Linked DNA regions of Zea mays: region 2 is linked to region 1. A link is a contact called in public Hi-C data. All regions are on one chromosome and are shown on one strand. The core of a region is the stretch at or near the end of the contact, and the rest is flanking DNA. Distances in the headings are between cores, read along the strand shown.

Evidence for each region. Hi-C and Micro-C count contacts between places; a contact is called where the count stands out from the background.
Region 2: a Hi-C map of leaf mesophyll shows a contact between it and region 1, with 3 times the contacts expected there. The contact joins two enhancer-like sites. A contact is called at or near these places in 6 of 25 Hi-C or Micro-C datasets (bundle sheath, ear, endosperm and 3 more) and 1 of 3 datasets of contacts at active chromatin or transcription factors (leaf).

What each region holds. Positions count from the first base shown.
Region 1 is chr10:136,184,546-136,189,064 of Zm-B73-REFERENCE-NAM-5.0, reverse strand. No RefSeq gene overlaps it. Among protein-coding and RNA genes, the nearest start is that of LOC103641890, 18 kb to the right of the region's middle. Within about 2 kb of position 1,519, at least 14 of the 20 cell types and tissues checked have an H3K27ac peak or open chromatin away from gene starts, as enhancers often do. A contact at or near this core is called in ear, leaf and leaf mesophyll, where this site is marked.
Region 2 is chr10:136,278,795-136,283,406 of Zm-B73-REFERENCE-NAM-5.0, reverse strand. No RefSeq gene overlaps it. Among protein-coding and RNA genes, the nearest start is that of LOC100192564, 23 kb to the left of the region's middle. Within about 2 kb of position 2,991, at least 20 of the 20 cell types and tissues checked have an H3K27ac peak or open chromatin away from gene starts, as enhancers often do. A contact at or near this core is called in ear, leaf and leaf mesophyll, where this site is marked.

The sequences.
Region 1 (4,519 bases), core at 270-2,769:
GCCCCGGGGATCAGCGTGGCGGCGATGGCCCTGCTCGCCGTCGCGGCTGCCGCAAGAGCCGCCGCGGGGGATCCCGATCCCGACGACCTTGAGCGCGCGTAAGTGTCTCCGCTCTGCGATGCCGACGGAAGCAAGGGAGGCCCTGGATGCCTGGACTTCGACTTCTCGTATAGGAGGAGCAGGAGAGAGGAATACCTCCCCGCAGAAAACCCTACGAAGAAACCGAACGGTGAGCAGACCCGTCCCGGGGCTGGGGTTTCGCCGAGCAACGAATGATCCACGACGAGGAAATAAGAGATCCTGTACAGCAGGAGAGAGGAATACCTCCGGTGTCGTCGCGTTGCGTCGCGCGGACGAGTGGAACCTGAGAGGAAGAGAGGTGGCGACCTAGGGTTGCGGGGCTTCTCTTCTCTCCTGCAGCTCGGCTATGAGCAGAGTACATCAACACCACGCGCCGCGCTGCCTGTGTTCCGGAGAGGGAGACGACCGAGGGGATCTGGGGCCGACGGGGTTTGCGGCGGGCGGGCGTAGGGAGACGGGGGTAGTCTACAATATGCTCTTAATAGTAGTAGAGATAATACAACACATCCCACGCGTCAGACTCGAATCGATCGTCCGGCACGGCGGCCATCCTACCACAATTCCGGGCCGTAATAATTAACCTAACCTAACCTAGACTCGCCAGCCTGTCCGTGACCAAAGCGCGAACGGGGCGCCGGTTAAGGGCCCGTTCGGTTGTACCGGAACAAACCAGGATTTATTCTAGCTCATCAAATTCTATATAAATTAGAGAAGTAATCCGGCTCCGCTGGTGATGCGAGTTGCCATCGCCATAACAGCGACACCAGGTGGGTATTGCAGGCATTGCTAGTTTACTGCATTCTGTTGGCATTGCACTCTGTCCAAAGCTTTGGTTACCTAAGACACCACTAACCAATAACGGATCTGTTTAGGTCGTCGTATATAAAACCTCCCTGATCCGCAACTTCCGGGATGCTGGGTTTGCAGGTACGAACTGTAAAGGCACTCGGTCTTGTGCTACAGCATTAGCAGCCACAATGCTTTGCGGCTGTCAGACTGTCTCCCGTGGATCTCCTAAAAATTTTAGAGGACACAACATCGTAGATGATGCTATTTATCATTGTTTACATAGTGAAGTTTAAAATAGGAAATAGGATAGCAGATGTGATAGAAAATCGATCACACGCTATGCTATGGTTTCATGACTGTTTTTTTTTGTGTCGTCGCGTATAAATCTACGTATACAACTGGGAGTATATCTTTTTTAGGAAAAAAGGGGTATAACTGTATAAGGGGGCTAAGACTAGTTTAAAAACTAAAATCTCTTTAGATTCTCGAGGATGTAGGAAAAAAATGGATAATTGACCTTCAATCCTCAGAAATCCGGGAGGTGCTAGCCTAATGCGATAAACATGATCGAGCCTTTCGGAAGTGTGATAAACAGAACAAGTCCAGGCCTCTTAAGGCCTGTTGTCAACCACACCACACACCGGAAGATCTCTTGTTGGGCCAGACGGAAAATTAAGAAGGGTCACCGAATGGCTCCCACCCATATCGTTCGGGGTGTCCAAAGGCCGATATATCATTCGATTTTTTTTGGACACAAATATATAGCGCAAAAGATCACCTATATTCTTTTTTTTCTTCTTCTTTTCGGTTTCTGTTTTGAGGAAACGGTTTTGGCTTCCGTTATTCGCCACATCTTTGACTGGGATCCTTATTATTTCTAATAAAAACAGAAACAGAACATAACGGTTCGAAATCTAAATCGAGGAGATACAAAAAAATAACTACTGTATAAACTAATTATGAGACGTATGGGTTGTAACAAAAAAAAGACAAAGTTTTCTGAGAAGGTTTTCAACCAATTTAAATCGATTGTGATGTGTATCTATGTCGTACGTTTGGTTTTCTTACATAATCCACCGTATGAAATATATGTCTGTTAGCTTGTCGCTGGACGCCGACGCTATCCAGTTTTACGTCGTTGACCCATGCGGCCACATGCCCCATATACATATATTTGTACACGAGCAAAACCCACCCATTATCTTTTGTTTTTTCCGGCATGCTTTTCTTATCCTTGATGCTTTTCTTATCCTTTGTTTTTGTTGTCAGGGTTTCCAACATCTCTGATTTTAACAACGTTTTTTTTCCTCTCTCTCTCCCTGGTTTAGGTGACGAGCAAGTATCATTAGGGCTGGACAAAATACTCGTGGCTCGTGAGCTCGCTCGACTCGTGGCCAGCTCGGCTCGGCTCGACTCGGCTCGTTTCAATTTTATCACGAGCTGAGCTAACATCTCAGCTCGGTTCTTTAACGAGCCAGCTCGACACGAGCTCGAGCCAGCTCGTTAGCTCGAATGAGCTAGCATTTATCTGTAAAACAAAGCATATACTTGTATTGGATGAATTAATAAGTGATGAACTATGCTAGTTTAGGGTTTAAATGATGTGATATATAAAATTATGAGTATTGTTAGTCTTTTCTAGTGTTAAATTAGTATGAAATTAACTAGCAATTGATTATATTGGTGTATATATACATATATACTATTTTTTGTTCTGGCTCGCGAGCTAAACGAGCCAGCTCGAGCTCGCAAACGAGCCGAGCCGAGCTGGTTCTCTGGCTCGGTTACTTAACGAGTCGAGCCGAGCCAGCTCGTTTCCTTAACGAGCCAGCTCGAGCTCGGTCGAGCCGAGCCGAGCTGGCTCGATATCCACCCCTAAGTATCATAGCGCCAAGCACGCAGCACCCTCGGTGCATAGGAGGTTTCCTATTGCACCAGCCCGATCGTGCCATCCATTCCGGACACAGACGGCACAACGTCCGATTCCGACTCCGGCAGTGCATATGGAATCCACACGGGTTGGTTTCTGCACATATATATGTACGGATACCGTGATGGATTTTCTTTTCATTTAGCAAGGTTTGATTTCTCTGCCCCTGTCGGCCTGTTCCAACGTAATGGGTGCTATATATATAATATTGTGCTCCCTAGCACAGCACTAGCTACCACTCCTTCTAGTCTACGGCGCGGCATTATTATTTGGCCACGTACGCTTCAATGGATTTGACATCAAGCGCTGTGGAAAAGCAGCTCCAGTCGAAGAAGGCAATGTGATAGCACTAGGATCCAGGCAACCTCAAGTCAGTAGCGCGTCTCGAATCAGACCAGGCCGATTTGGATTTGGAGATATATCGTGTGTCTCTCACGACCAAAGCGCAACAGCTCTGGAAGAATTGCCAACAACTCAAACTCGCATACGTTGCGTACATACATAGATTCAATACAAGCTATATTCAGCTTCTGAATGTACTAGTAAAATACATTATGAATTTAAACTAGATCCTAGTCTGTTTCAAAATCGAAACATCTGCTCGATCACGACTTCTTACCACATACGTATAATGCATGATATATCTTTTTAAAAAACACGCATCTCCCTCTGGAACGAACCTGTACCTTGCTTGCTGGTTCGAGCACAGGAGCATCCTCATCGAATCATCTAAACTAGGGAAAACGACGTTGGTTCTGACTGAAACCGTGCAGCAGCGCAGCTCGGAGGCAGGGGCCCGTTTCATTCCCCCCACCCCCAGGCCGTCGTGCCGTCCCCACCCCAACCAAAACCAAAGTTGTGGCCACGTTCGTTCAGCTGGACACGAGCCTGGAGCTTCCCCCGTTCCCCGCCATGCACTCCGAGCTCCCGGCACGAAGCTTCTGGCCTCAGATTCTTCCGCCGCACCAGGAGTGGTCACCGCCGATGCGCGTGCGCGCCGGTGCTACACCCCGCACGTACCGCGTGCGTCGTCGGTGCTGCCTGCTCTGCTCCTCCTCTGTCTGGGTCTCCTCACCGGCTCACCTACCTGAACCTGATAATGGCCCCAGCCCCACGCGAACCAAGACCGCCGGGCGCGGGGGCAGGTGCGGTGCTCGATCAACGTGTTCGGCGTCCGTGTCGTTGACGGCCCCGTGGTCCTCCTGTGCCGCACATCGCACGAGCGCGTCGCGGCGTGCCTGCTGGCGCGCGGCGCGGTGACGCACGCACGGTGCGCGAGGCGCAGGAGCACGCAGCAAGTCAAGGAACTGTGCTGTCCTGGACAGTACTAGCGCACGGACGCTAATTTACTCTCGATCCGCTTTAGGCATTGTTGGTTTAATTTTGTTACCTATGGATTAGATGGGATTGTAAAAAATTAAAAATAAATTTAACTTGCTTGGGATTTAAACTCATCCAATCTCACTCAATTCACTTGCGATCGTTTTGCACGCTCTGCTTTTCGAGGCCCTTGACTGAGGTGCGGTCGTCTTAGGTAGGAGTACATTGTAAACGTAAGGGGTTTACGGAAGAAGGCAGGAGCAGAAGAGAGCTGGACCAGGAATTATGCTAATCATGAGCTTTTCAGTACACGAGCTTAAAGCCTGCCTTGAAACATATAGGGAACATATTAATTTCCGTCATTCTGTGGAGAGGGGTAATATGGTAAATTCCACGAGA
Region 2 (4,612 bases), core at 1,742-4,241, 93 kb before region 1:
TTTGGCAAAACGGCTTATAGGTTGTTTTTCAGAAAGACCCTTGTATAGTTTTCCTGAAAAATCTCTCCTGTACGTGGCTAGGGATTGAGGGCAGGACCAAAAAAATAATTTGGACTGGTGGAAGGGCTATTGAGCAAAAATGACGTGAGCTGAAGCCGGGTGAGCCACTTTTTTGGCTCATGCCCTTTAGTTCATTTTGGAAAAGCACTTCACTGGTGAAGCCATTTGAAAAAAGAGGTGTTTGGCACAACTTTTGCATGAGGCAGAGCCGAAGCTGAAAATAAGCCCTACCAAAGGGGCCCTGAAGCTCAAAGTTTTTTTAATGGGGAGAAAACATGAGGAAGAAAAAGGCGGCCATTATGTGTATATATAGGCGTCGATTAACGGAGACAGACAAGTTACAAAAACCCGCCTCTATTGATAATCTGTTAATAGAGACAACCTCTTTAAGACACCCGCCTCTTTTGAACGATTAACGGAGGTGGGCGAGTTAAGATAGTTGTCTATGTTAATAAGCAATTAACGTAGGTGATTGCCTTAATCTGTCTGTCTCCGTTAATCATTTAAAAGAGGCGGAAGACGTAACATACCCGCCTCTTTTAATAGTGACTAACAAAGCGGTTTTGTTAAGTTGCCCGTCTCCGTTAAGTGTTAACCAAGGCGAACGCAAGTGCGACGACCTGCCACCGTTTAATAGAGACTAACGGATGATGCAACAGTATGTGCCGCCGTAATCTGTCGTTTCTGGATGATATATGTCATATATGTTCCGTCAAATACTATTTCGTGATGCCACACATCAATCGTCCGGATTACCGAGGGTGGATAGAATACGTAGACTTTTCTAGTAGACTAGTACCATGTTTATCCACTCCATGTACTGAGTGTTGGGTGCACGGTTTATCCAGAGTCTGGATGATTGATGGCATCTGGCATTATTTAGCTATCGATAGATACAAAGTACAACTAGCTTGGCACGTGACAGCTTTCAGCTTTGTAAGCATGATTAATCGGTGGCATGTGAACCCTGCGACCTACTTTTCTTCAATGTTCTATTATTTGTCGTGTAGTACAACGACATGATCTACAAAATATAGCTTTAACTATATATTTTTAAATACCAATAAACACTTAATACATCTATATGTTTATAAAAGTACTTTTTTAAGATAAATCGGTGAACATAAATATTATATATCAAAACTAAATAACAAAACAGCCTTTTATAGTTAAACTTTTATAAATTTAATTTAAACCTTGTATAAAACAACAAATAACATGATATCAGAGAGTAAGTGTGGATGGTTCTAGTGAATATCTGGACGAAGATCGAATGCGACTCTCGCTGTGTGGATCCAAGTTTAAGGGTATGTTTGGTTCCGTGTTTAATTTGCCACACTTTCTCTAATTTTTCTGACTAAGTTTAGTTATTTAATTCTGATGACTAATTTTAGTCAAAGCGTGACACAGTTAACTACGAAACAAATAGTCCTTAAATTTTCGCACGTTACGATCCCTAAGAGCAGACACGTATCGAACAAAGTGCGTGTACGTATACAAAGGTAGATTTTTCTGGGTATTTCATAGAGGCGCCTTGTCAGGGTACAGGCATACGCGCGCGTACATCACAGGTAGGGGTGAACGATTCGGGTTACCCTAAATTTTTGGGTCCGATAATTCGGGTATTTAAAATTTCGGGTTTTGAGAATTGATACCCGAAATTACAACAGATTTTACAATACCCGAAAAATCGGGTACCCGGAATTTCGGGTTCAGGTAATTTCGAACTACCCGAACTGTTGTGTTGGCTTCATAAAAACACAAACACCTTATTAAATTAGTATAAAAATATAGTTTAAATAATGATATACATGGACATATAAAACACATGCAATTTACAATCACAAGTTATGCACATTTACACATAATTATAGATGTACAAATTAATAATTAAACATGACATGAGTAAATGACACATGAAAGTTCAGATATTTCGGGTTACCGATTGTGATACCCGAATAACCGAAATAAATTCGGGTTTTGCAAGTTGCTACCCGAAATTACCGAACAAAATTCGGATTTCGGGTATTTTGGGTTTAGATTCAGGTATTCCAGGTTCGAGTTTCGATATTTTTTTGCCCAGCCCTTGCGCAGGCACCAATAGAAGAGAAAATGACCGCCTTACCCCACGCACTATGCATGGGCCTACAAGTACGGGCCGGCCCACAGCCAACCATGTTGTCCTGCCGCGGGCGCGACCACCTCATCAGCCTCATCGCAACTGTCCGCCTCAGCTGGGGACCCACCCGTCTCGCTCTGCCGTTTGGAGTCGTTAACTGGTTACCCACGCCATGCACACCAGCGGTGGCGGTAAATATACACACGTACGCATCCTGTCAGTGGCGTTCCGTTCCTGCATGCATGAAGGCAAATCAAACATCTTTTCCGATCTATATAGGTAGCTGACGCAACTACGCAAGGATCTTAATTGTTGGCCAGCGCGCAGTAATGGTAATGAGGTAGTTCATTTTATCACTCCTTACTTTTTTTTTTCGTTTGCTTTGTATAATAGAATGAGTTAATCTATCACTACATTATTCATCATAGTTAAAAATGTGATCGTCCCACCAAATTTAATTAATGAACCCATAATCTATCTTATTTTAGATAAAATAATTCATCAAACAAACACCTTATATATCTCCACCACGGGCGTTGTACACAGGCTGGGTGACGATGGCGGCTGTCCGGATAGATAGAGGCACAGAGGAGGTACAGATGGCCGTAGGCATGCAGAGCGGACGTGCGATATGTGTGTCACGGCGCGCGGGCCGGGGGCGATAGATAGATGGCGGCGAGCCGCGAGCGGTTGCGGTACAGATGGCCCCATGCATGCAGCGCGTGACGGCGTGAGGGGGGCCGGGCGTGCATTGGCTGTGCAATACGTGTGTGTGTGTACTAGCTCCGACGGGGAAGGGGGCGATAGATGTCAGCGCAGCAGCCCGGCCCAGTTCGTTGTCCGCGCCCGCCCTGCCCACGGCGGCAGGGGAGCAGGGTACGTGTCCGCCGCGCTCGGCGCAGGCCGGCCGTTCCGTTTCACCCACCTCTAGGTAACCGCGCTCCCTGTTTTGTCCGCATGCATATGCCCCGGTTCGTCAATTTCCCCCGCGTATGGCCGTCTGGCCATATCCATGCATCACCATGGCCGTCCGGCCCGGGGCCCATGCTGTAGAAGGGCCGGTACCGGAAGAACCACGATCGCTCTCTACCACTGATGATCTGCTACAGACCTGCATACGATACGTACAGGTGTACGCATGGCAGGATTCGTGGATCGTGTAAACCGGCGGAGTAGAGTGTTAGAGAGAGGTGGATCGATCGAGTCTTTAGAGGTCGTAGCTCTCGCGCCGTTGCGTTTCGTGCTGGGAGAAGGAAAGGTGTCAGCAGATCGGCCAGGGGGTAGATGGATCGTAGATACACACATGCGTACGACATGGCAGTACATGCGCCACCAGCCCTTCCTTTTGTAGGCTCCCCTCGCTTGCTTTCTCTCCCTGATCTCTTTCTGCATCTGCCGCCAGTCAGCCAGGGCGTCCTCCCTCTCCGCCGGGCCCCGTCCCTCCCTCCAGCCTCCACCCCAGTACCCCACCACAAAGGCACACACACTCGGCCGGCCTCTTTGTTTTTGTTACAATATTTTGTGACCAATCCACTCCAAAGAGCGCGACGGTTTCTCCCCAAGGGACACATCCCTTGGGGATGCACCTTTGCTTGTATATAAACAGAATCTCCTCTGCAATAAAGGACATCGCTGTCATTTGTCTCTCTCAATCTCGTTACCACGGAGTAGATTACAACACGTTATCAGCACTGCTCGCGAGATCAGAGAAGAAAAGAAGAAAGAAGCTACTCTTAGCGGAAGATTTTTTTTCCGGCGATGCTCCCAGTGCGCACCGGTGATTGACCGAGGAAGCATGAAGGCTTTCAATCATAATGCAAAAGAACAACTAAGTGGGATGACGCCAGGCAGGAACAAAGGATGCCGCTACACACGCCAAAAAGAAAAGGAGAAGCATACAGCGACGCTTTATTGTCCACATCTAGCACTATGAATCTACAGCAAGTCTGTAAGGATTTATTATGTGTCAATCGTCTCGATGATTTCATTCATGCAAACAATGGAATTGCTGGCTACGGGGCTTCGCACGGGTGCAAGCATTGGCGTCAGGGCCGCTGGACGCTGGGCCACGCCCGCGCAGCGCGCTGGAAGGCCTCGCCCGCGCCATGGTCGGAGGAACACTCGCCCTGGCCGGCAGAGCCCGCGCCGGGCCGCCGTGCCCGCCTGGACGGGGTCGTGCGCCGGTTGCCGCGCGCTGCCGGGGCCGCTGCCGCCGGGCCGCCGTGCCCGCCTGGCCGGGGCTGTGCGCCCGCGCCGAGGCCGCCTGCCGTCGACCCGAGACTGCGGTCGCGCCCACGCCTAGCCAAAAGAGGACGCCGAGGCCGTGAGCAATTGGGTCGCGCCCGCGCTCGCGCGTACCATGGCCGGGCGGCCGCGCCCGCGCTGCGCCATGCGCAGCCGCCACGCCCGCTCCCGCACCGGGGTCGGATCCGC